Regions from separate parts of the Mus musculus genome. Here all the other regions are linked to region 1. The links are chromatin contacts, called in public promoter capture Hi-C maps. All regions are on one chromosome and are shown on one strand. The core of a region is the stretch at or near the end of the contact, and the rest is flanking DNA. Distances in the headings are between cores, read along the strand shown. Region 1 holds the start of Stt3a (STT3, subunit of the oligosaccharyltransferase complex, homolog A (S. cerevisiae)). Region 2 holds the start of Zfp426 (zinc finger protein 426). Region 3 holds the start of Npat (nuclear protein in the AT region).

Region 1 (3,532 bases), core at 698-3,197:
GAGTATTTGCCTAGAAGGCAAAAAAGCCCTGGTTTCCATCTTTCAGTACTACAAAAAGAAATATATATTCCACCCACAATTCTGTTTCCTAGTTGCACAGCAACCAAGTACAACTAGCAAAAGTAAGACACAAGGATCAGAAAGAAACAGAAGTGGAGGAGAAAGGAAAGTAGAAAAGGACGTGAAAATAGAAAGAGGGAAAACCAAACAAAGGTACTTGTTAAAAGGGAAAAAGAAAATAATCACGGAAACATAAGTGGGCATGAGAGGAGAGCGTACAAGCCAGGTACACTAGCCCATGTCTAGATTCCCAACACTTGGTGATACTGAGGAAGAGGATCACTGTACTGTTGAGTTCAGCATGGACCCAGTTAAGTTCTGAGTCAGTTTGGGTTAATGTGAGACCCTGCCACAGAGAAAGTTAAGTGGGGCTGAAGGTGGGGAAAGAGGGGGAGGTAATTTGGGCAGGAAGGTAAGTGGGAAGGGAGGGAAAGTGGAAATGAACATTACTTACTGAAGTGAAAGGAGAAATCTAGAAATCATGACTGACTAGACATAATTTCCAGCTATAAATCTAAGCCTCAATTGATTGGCTACAAGCTTTTTTCTGTTCCAAATCCCAGTGTGCATGCTCTCTGGCCAACTAAAGAGCAGGTGGTCACTAATGCAAGTTCAATCCATGCACTCAAGAGAGAAATATACTCAGGCCACCCACTACATATTCATTTTCAAAGTTCAAACTGTAACTACTGCTCAGGTCTATTTCCCTGTAACTCATTTCATGACCCAGAGAGAACTTGGAGCACCAGATGAAAATCTAGAGCAAAATTACAATAATAATAATAATAATTTTGTTTCTTCTAGACCAGAATAAATTTTGGAATGGTGGTAAGGGAAGCAATCTGCAGACAGTTCAGAATGGTGATCAATTATAGACAATTGGTATGTTAAGGACTAAGAAACAAAGAGTGTGGCAACTGAGAAAACGTAGCACTGTTCAAAACTATGCTGGGAAAGGGGAAACTGCATTATCTTGTTCCCTTCTTTCCAGGGACCAGGGGGTTGCAAAAGGAAAACACTGGACAAAATGGAAAACACGAAGACTCACACTGCGAAGTCTAACATCTTTCCTTTAATTAACTATACCAAAAGAGCAGTTTGGGCTGGTGTGATTAATTATAATTCCAAAGGGAAGGCTTATCACGCACTAATTCTGGGAAGTGAACAACTCAGTCCCATCTCTTGGGTTTGTAGTTGTTCTCAGGAGATAAGTGACATGGAAACTAAACACCACTGAGCTAATATGATCCACACACCTGAAGAGTAAGCAAAGGCAGCGAGAGTGCTAAAACCTGGACTTTAAAGCTAAACACTGCGAGTTTTCATACCGTTCTTGGCAATCTCCACACACCGATAGGGTACAGAAAGGGAAAGGACGCTTTTCTTATCTGCTCATCATCTCTCTGCTTCTCAGCTGTGTCTGCAAGCCTTGACCCACCCGAGCTCTAAATTCTAGGGCTGCAGCCTCGGTGGTTTTCCCACATACGTTTCCACGTCATCTTGTGCACCCTCACTGACTTCGAACCCACTATCTCAGCACACTCCGCGTGGCCCTTCCAAGCTAGTCCCAGGATCCTGTGCCCCACGCCCTCATGGCCAGAGTGCATTGCTCTGCCAAGACCCTTCCTCAGATCGTCTGGTGCCCCAATGCCTGGACGTCCCCATCTCACACTCCACGCCCCCTCCTCCGCCCAGGCCGCAGGCAGGCTCTGCTCCCCACCTCTACAGGCTTGTGTCCAGCACCTCGTTCGGGCCGGCCAACAGCCCGCGCGGCACCTGCCGCTAATCCTCTAGCGCTACCCCAGAGTTTCTCACCTCACGGATGCTCCTCAGGAACCCACTCTGCTCCCCCTGCCATCCGTTCAGCGGCGCACTCAACCCTGACAGCAGCCAAGGCCCGCCTCCCTGCCCGCTCCGCATTGGCTAGCCTCCGTCGATGTATATTTCAGGGGACCGACAGGATAACGGTTCTGTCTGTCATTTCGAGGGCGTGGATCGAGTCTGGATTCCTCCTTTTGAATGGACAATGTGACTGTCATTCACCCTGTTGAGAGGCGTGACTATGAAGTCCCACCGAACTGTGATAGGCCGGCGCGGGAAAGCGAAACGCGCGGAAAGAGCGTGCTCTGAACAGTTTGGTTGAGAGCCGAGCAGTGACGTGTCGGTCTGCGGACCAGGAAGGAGCGGCGATAGGAAGGAGTGGACGCTGTACCCTGGTCACATGAGCAGAAGCGGAAATACGTAAAGAAAGCGGCAGTCGTACCACGTCCGGAAAAGTTGGGCTGCAGATCCGTTTGTTTTTTAAGGTAGAAATGGCCCGTTACCTATTAAACGGTTAAAGGAGAGAAGATATGTTGTGAAAACTCTCAGCCTCCATGGTTCACACGAACCCACCTTGTGTAAGATGTGTCAACTAATAAGCCCAAGAATTGTTTCTGTGTTTGCAGTAACCTCGATAAAGGGACCTTTGACAAATTTCACCGAAACGTTTCACTCAGGTCTGACTTTATGGAAGGGCCCGGGAGGCCTTTTTAGGGTGTCACCGCCCGAGTCGGGCTGAGCCGGCAATAGCCTGCAGAAATTATCTCAAGGCTCGGAGCGGCTAGCCCTGGGCAATCAGGAGCAGCTTAGCATCGCCGGGCCCCTGCGAGGGTGACCTTTCCTCCCGGGCCCTCCGAGGATGGTACTGAGAACGGGCACAGGAAGGGGTTTCAGCTGCCAAACTCCAGTCTTTTCCGATATATACATATAAACAGATGTACTAATTCGAACACTTCCATGCCTTACAAGCCTCAAACCAAAGGCTACGGTAAGATTAGACCATCCAGATACCATTCATATTTGGTGCCAGTGACGCTGGCTTCTCTTTTCCTCTCCCATGAAGGGAAGCACCAACTATTGAAATCAGTACTTATTACAATAATGCATTTCCTCAAAATGCTCATGACCAGTTTTTACACCAGGACCTAACTCAATACCTCTTCTCTTTTGTTTTTATAGTAAATGTTCCATGTAGTTTTATTTTAGCAAGAATAACGGCAAAGCACACACTTGTGATGCCAGTGCTCCCAGAGTCTGAGGCAGGAGGAGCTAATTCCAGGCATCTTAATCTGAAGGAGATAAGCATGAGGACTTTACATACATTCAAACTCCTGTGGCTTCAAAACCTAGCTTAATTTCTTACATAGATAAATTATTTCTCACAGTTCTAGAGTCTGGGAAACAAAAGATTACAGTGCCCGAAACTGACGAAGACTTTTACCACGGCATTATATGGTGGGAGGTCACCTCAGACGTTTTATTTTAAAAAAAAAAAAAAAAATGCTAAGGTCAGGACTAGGGACAATGCTAGGGCTTGGTGGGTAAAGACAGTTGCCCCCTTACAATCTACAATCTTGCATTTGATTACCCAGGATCCACCTAAAGGTTGTAGAAGAGAACTGACCCCACAAAGTTGTCCACACCTCCACTG
Region 2 (3,213 bases), core at 496-2,995, about 16 Mb before region 1:
AAAATCAAGTGAGCTACTGCACTCAGTTTATGTGGTACTAGGAACTGAACCTAGGGGTCTGTGGATAACACACAAACACTCTATCAACTGAGCTGAATACCCAAATAACTCTATTCTTTAATTTTCTTGATTGAATCTAATAATATTTTGCTTTCAGTAAGACAATGTCCTAATCTAGGTGGTACATTACCAAGTATTTAACAGTCAAGTGTTGTATCTATTATTGTTTATTCGGAGATAGGGGTATAACTATGCAGACTGGACTGGCCTGAAACTATGTAACTATCCTGGCATAGAAATCATGTTCTGGGGCTGGAGAGATGGCTCAGTGGTTAAGAGCACTGGCTGCTTTTCCAGAGGTCCTGAGTTCATATCCCAGCAACCACATGGTGGCTCACAACCATCTACAATGAGATCTGATGCCCTCTTCTGGTGTGTCTGAAGACAGTGACAGTGTGGTCACATATATAAAATAAATAAATCTAAAAAAAGAAAGAAAGAAAAGAAAAGAAATCATGTTCCTATTGCTCCAACTCCTGAGATCACTGCTATGTGCTACCATGTTGCCCTTTATTTTCAGTTTACATCTTAGCAAACAAGTCACCATACAATATATCTTGCTGGGGAAAGAGTAGACACGGACTGCTGCAAGAGGTGACTGCAGCATAACAGATACTGGACCATCAAATATGCTAGTACGTCTAAGTTTTTTTTAAAAAGAGAAATGGGGGGGGGGGGATTGTTGGGGAGAGAACACTAATTTATCAATCTTCTTAATAGTTAATTCTATGATTTTTAATAATCTAGCTTTCCACATTTCTTCTGTGAGCTCCAAGCAGTTTAGTGATGAACAGATCTAAGAACGAAGAGAAAAGTATGTGTATCACGCACAAGGCCCTGAATGGACCACTAGCACAGAGAGATAAAGGGATGAGGAAACAAACACAGGCCTAGGAACTTTGGAGGTGGAAAAAAGCTCACTATTATTGTTTGTTAGGTTTTTGCTTGTTTGTTTTTTAATAAATACAGTATTTCACCACGTAGCACTGGTTGGCCTGGAACTCATTTTGTACACCAGACTAGCCAAGAACTCACAGAAATCCTTTTGCCACCTGTGTGCCGTGAGTAAAGGCTTGCCCGCTAGGTTTTTATGAATGGGCTGGAGGTCTACCAATGTTTATATTCTCTCAAGAAAGACGTACATTCGAAGTAACTAAGAAATTTGTCTCTGTATCTGAAACTAATGGTCAAAATAAAACACGCACTCACTAAATAAAGTACAATCTAACAATATGAATTAAGTTCTCACCCCGACATTCGTCTCTAATATTTTTTTAAAAGGGAATACGGCTTTTTCCAAAAGCGACCTTTCACTGAGTGCTCACCAGAGGCGCTGAAATCGCAAGGTGTATGGCGCTGATCACTCCAACTACTCCGGCAAAATTTCATTTCTGAGGAGAAAAATAAAAGAGCCTTTCGCACAGAATTTGCTTGGGCGGCTTTTGAAGAGCAGCATCGTAGCCGCAGCCATCGCCAGGCCCGCCCTCTGGGCACTTCCCCAGCCTGGCGACTGACAGCCAGAGAGGACTCAGGCTTGGCCGCGCCCGGAGGCGCCGTGGCAAGCGGAGCAGAGCTCTGCACTCTCGTTCTCTATCTCCCCCTCCGCCTCCAGGTAGTCCTTGTACCGCAGAACTCACGAATGCCAGGCAACTCCGCAACTCTTCAGTGCAGATAAGAGCCGGAAGAGACGGGCGCGGGCATGACGTCACTTCCGCTCGCGCTCGGTCTGCTGCAGAGCCAGGCCCGGGAGTCTACCTCGGTTGAATTCCTGTCAGATTTCTAGTTTCTCCGCAGTGTCAGGGCGGAGGGGCTGTAAGGGCTTCACCGCGGGAGCTGGAGGCCGACGCTGGTCTCCAGGACAAGACAGAATTAGAATCCAGGCTGTGAGCCGGGCAACGGTGGTGCCAGGACCAGTAAGTCCTTTAACCACAGGGTTTCTTGTGGGTACCCAGCGTCCGCTCAGGAAATTTTTTTGCCTGCCATCGCTGCATTCTTAGAACCCTTGCTTTCTAGTGCACCCTAGTCCAGTAGGAAACAGAAGGCAGTCTCGCTTCCGTAATCATCTAGACCTCTCAAGATGTTGAAATTGTATTTCGTAGGCTGCGACCATAAAGGGTGCTTCAACAGATTTACCCTACCTAAGCCCATTCCACCAGCCTCAGGAGCCCAATGGAAATAACTGGGTTTCTGACTGAGAATCCTGAAGTAGTTACTGGGTGGGTCTTGAACTCGTCTTAACCGCGTATCTGCATCTTTCCCAGCAACTGTTTTCCCAAGTCCCCGGTTCTATTGAATGCCCTAAGCAAACAGTAAGCTCAAATCCGGGTTTTTGTCATCTCAAGTCACAGGAAAAATGCCCAGTCACTCAGATTCGACACTCCTGGTTACTGATGGTCCCTAATAACATGAATGAAGAGCCAGTTTAACCACGCAACAGTTGAGAGGCTGAAAACTGTAATGTTACTAGGCTGAATTCTGCTGACATCTGTTGGTCAATGCGAGTCAAAGAGAAATGAAGCTATAATCACTTTCTGACGAAAGTAAAAGCATTTATGGCCCTGATCTATTACAGGATGCAAGATCAGTTTGTCAAGAGACCCATTTACCCTCTCTGCCATGAACTTGCTCAACCAGGGGCTTGCGTTGCTTCAGAAACAATATGCCAGTATGACTTCTCAGTGAAAAGGCAGACTTTCTTACTGCACACTTAGAGCTCAAGGAAAAGCTCTTTACTAAAGCACATGGCCAAATATGAGTTGACCTCAAATGTAATTATATATACCTTAGAGTTAGGCATTTTACACACACTCATCCTTAAAACCTCTAGGTCCCAGCCCCTGATTAGACTTTGAACAATTTAAGAGACAGGAGACTACAAGTCTAGCCACTTGGTCAGATGGGTTATTTACACAAAAATATTGCCAAGATTATTTAAGTACACCAGTGTTGTTCTTTTCAAATAGATCTGACCCAGGGTCATGTTGCCCAGCTGGCAAAAAAAAAAAAAAATTTTTTTTAAAGAAAGGAACTGGGGTGTGGGCTGGAGAGATGGTTCAGCGGTTAAGAGCACTAACTGCTTGTCTTAGTGTCAGGGTTTCTATTCCTGCACAAACATCATGACCAAGAAGCAAGTTGGGGAGGGAAGGGTTTCAG
Region 3 (3,376 bases), core at 759-3,258, about 17 Mb after region 1:
GCTAGCCTGGTCTACAGAAAGAGTTCCAGGACAGCCAGGGCAACAGAGAAACCCTGACTCAAAAACAAACAAACCAACCAACCAAATAGTGGTGGGTGGCAGAACCAAAGCTATCCAACTAGATGAAGAGAGCTATCAAGTGAACAAATGCTGAGACATTAAAACAAGTAACATAGTTCAGCTCCCAACATTCAACTAAAAAAGCTTCCTAAGCAACAGCCCCTGAACAGACAAATCAAATCTTCCTTTTGAGGGTTCAGTCAAGTTGATGCATTTTGACAATAATTACATCTCCCCTTCCCAGAAATAACCCCACCTGTGGCATGTTAGTCTTGGCTAGTGGTAAAAAGCACTGGGGCTCAGTCAGGTATTGCAGGCCTAGGGGAGGCTCAGGCAGCACAATTGTGAGTTAGGGGCTAGCCTGGGTTGCAAAAGGGTGGGTTCTATGGTCAGGCTGTATTGTTCGGATCCAGGTCCATTCAATTAACAGTTATCCAACCTGCAACATGTTGGTTAAACTGGCACCTGTTTTCTGGATGCTAGATGAGAAAATGATACCAGTATCTACTTTAAGGAGTTCGTTTCCGTTTCTGTTTCCCTCTCCCCCACCACACACCTACTTTCTCTTTCTCTCTCTTACTATCTCACTCTTTCTCTCTCTCTCTCTCTCTCTTTCTCTCTCTCTCTCTCTCTCTCTCACACACACACACACACACAGCAAATATTCAGTATAACTGTCATCCTGTTACTGTCTTCTCTTACGATCGCTTTATAAATCTATTTGATGACTGTTTTTTTCCTCCTCTTCTTGCTCTCATCCCTTCCTCTGGCTTCAATACACTGGAAACTTGCAAAATCTGTATCACTCAATAACAAGAGCTCGTTACACTTTGTGCCTTTCCATGCACTTCCTTCTGTCTGAAAGCTTCGCTACCATCTTGCAGAAGAATTTACACCCGGCAAGATCTAGCAGCAAAGTCGATTCTTTCAGGCTCAGTTTCCACAGAACCAGTCCTTCCTCGGCTAACACAGTTTTTCCTATCACATTGTCGCTTTGAAAAAGTAGCTGTCTACTTATCTGTGCCAGGTGGCGGGGGTGGGACCGGGGAAGGAGCGCAGGTTAAACATTTTCAAAGGCTCAGAGTGGCTGCCACTTACCTACTACAGACAACACAGGCAATACAACTGACAATGAGAATACGAGACTGTGATTTCCAAGGGCCAGTGCTCTTAACTACGAACATGTGCAAACCTGTAGCTTAAATATAAATAAACGCTCTGAGACTAAAGTATGAGATTTAAAAAATCTAGATCGACCAGAACCCTTAAGATGACAGATAGGAAAGAGGGACGTGCAGAAGGGAAGATTTAGGCTCACTCCATCTAGGGTCTGCAGAAAGAGGGAGAAGATGACGGCCGTTCTGCAGAGAAGGGGTAAGAGCCATTCGGAAGCTGAGGAAAGATGGGCTCAGAAGAGAATTTTCCCCTCACAGAAGTCCCCGAGCGTTCGTCCCTCGCTCCTACCGCTGCATTCTGCCTGCCAATGCAAACCCAGGTCGCTTCGCCTTTTCCCGCGTGCACGGATCTAGCAGCTGGTTCTGTACGCACGCCTTCCCGCTTCCGGCTCTATAAAGCAGCAAGTTGGTAAGGCACGGGTGCCCCAAAGGAAGAAGTCGGCATGCGCCGCCGCACGACTGCGCTTGCGCGTAGGCATCACGCGCTCTCCAACTCAAAACACTCGCTCCCCTCAAAACAGTCTCCCGGCCTGAGGAAACGCGCCTGCGCAGTGCGCACCAATGGCGATTGCCCTCGCTCCCGCAACTCCGCCCAGGGGCCGACGCTCCCACAGCCGGCCACCAGGTCCTCTCTGGCCACAACCCTCCGCAGACGGAAATGACGACGGTTCCGAGGAGAACGGAGGCGGGTTTCATTTCGGCGCCTTTCTGTCTCCCGCGGAAGCGATTGGTTAGTGTGGCACGAAAGAGGCGGGACAAATTGCCGCGGGTTCAGCACCTCCAGTGGAACCGGGAGATGCGGCGGCGCCGGGGCTGTCGCCGTGTTTGCTTTGAGTTGAGTCTCGTCCCTTCAGGCCGCTCCCTGTGCAGCTCGGATCATGCTGTTACCCTCGGATGTAGCCAGGCTGGTATTGGGTAAGCGGCGGCCTGGGAGGGCGGGTGATCGGACCCGGGCTGAGGGGACGGAAAGACCAGGGGCTGAGGGGGAGGGCTGCTCGGGGTGGGGAAGCTCTGAGGAGTGGTCTGCTCCCGTCCAAGTTCAGACTAGCGGAGAGGCTCGGTCCCTCGGCGCCTTGGGACAGTCGAAGCTCCTCGGTGTAGGGATGTCCCTTCTCCTCCTGCTGCGCGATGGGGGCAGCCGAAGGGAGAAAGAAGCTCGGCGGGGAACACCTGGGGCCTGGATTCCGAGGCACAGCCAGGCCCGCTGGGACACCTGAAGGAGTGTCGCCTGCGTGATGGACGAGGCTGCGTGTCCCCTACCCTTTCCCTTGTCAAGAGCCGGGACTGATAAAGGAAAAGGCGGGGGGACCCCCGCTTCCCCGGCCGCCCAGCCTTGTGGAAAGACTTTCCGACGCCCTTACCCATAACCCGACCTTAGCACTGGGAATTTGGGACACAGGGAGGGCCCCACACCCCTGGCCCACCATAGTGGCTTGAAACGCCAATTGCATATTTCAGAACGGCAGCGTGTCGTGTTCTTGAGCAAATATTTAGGAGGTACGACGACTGACTTCTGGTTGCACACGTTCTAGCCCTCGTTTTCCTCCATTTTCGAAAAGGGTTTGTTCATAGACCACTGGTTGGTCGGGAGATACTGTCTCTGGAAAAGACTGTTTTCGTTGTTTGTCCTGTGAAAGAATAAAAGGGATTGTTCTGTAGGGAACAAGAGCCTCTTAGGCTCAAAACTGGACAGTGACTTTGAAACGTTATTTGGGACATCTCTAAAAGAAAGTGGTCGAAGTATGAGGACTCATTCCATAGTTTCCACAGCCGTTACGAACATTTGCTTTGTGCCCAGCCCTGTCCAAAAAATAAAAATTGCACATTAGGCAGGACTTATTTAAGAGGCTCTGTACGATTCTACTGTCCATTTTTTGAGAAACTTAAATACAAAAACTAGTGTTTTGAATGTTTTCATCTTCATCAGACTTGGATAGTTAAATTTATACCTGTGATTTTTAAACTTAGCTTTCTTGTAATTTTAAAATTAGGCTCATACAAAATTGGTTAAAAGTAGACTCACATGATTTTTTTTCTCCCCACCTATACGTATTGTTTAGGTAAGAACTGCGACTTTTAGCAGTCTTGTGATCCATATAAAATTCCATGATCATAGCCTCAAAAGTGGCTTTTGGAGTTTG

The links. Promoter capture Hi-C pulls out the DNA fragments that hold promoters and counts their contacts.
Region 2: a promoter capture Hi-C map of cranial neural crest shows a contact between it and region 1. The contact joins the promoter of Zfp426 here to the promoter of Stt3a in region 1. A contact is called at or near these places in 2 of 39 promoter capture datasets (cranial neural crest and maxillary cranial neural crest).
Region 3: a promoter capture Hi-C map of liver shows a contact between it and region 1, with 8 times the contacts expected there. The contact joins the promoter of Npat here to the promoter of Stt3a in region 1. A contact is called at or near these places in 3 of 39 promoter capture datasets (cranial neural crest, liver and pre-B cells).

The regions. Positions count from the first base shown.
Region 1 is chr9:36,765,675-36,769,206 of GRCm38.p6, forward strand. It overlaps Stt3a (STT3, subunit of the oligosaccharyltransferase complex, homolog A (S. cerevisiae)), which reads right to left and starts at 1,948. Exons shown (of 18, transcript NM_008408.5): 1 at 1,876-1,948. Gm26787 (predicted gene, 26787) reads left to right here and starts at 2,213. Exons shown (of 4, transcript NR_166654.1): 1 at 2,213-2,366.
Region 2 is chr9:20,491,001-20,494,213 of GRCm38.p6, forward strand. It overlaps Zfp426 (zinc finger protein 426), which reads right to left and starts at 1,746. Exons shown (of 9, transcript NM_001110309.1): 1 at 1,698-1,746; 2 at 1,386-1,451.
Region 3 is chr9:53,535,039-53,538,414 of GRCm38.p6, forward strand. It overlaps Npat (nuclear protein in the AT region), which reads left to right and starts at 2,009. Exons shown (of 18, transcript NM_001081152.1): 1 at 2,009-2,150. The coding sequence starts at 2,114. Atm (ataxia telangiectasia mutated) reads right to left here and starts at 1,633. Exons shown (of 63, transcript NM_007499.3): 1 at 1,525-1,633.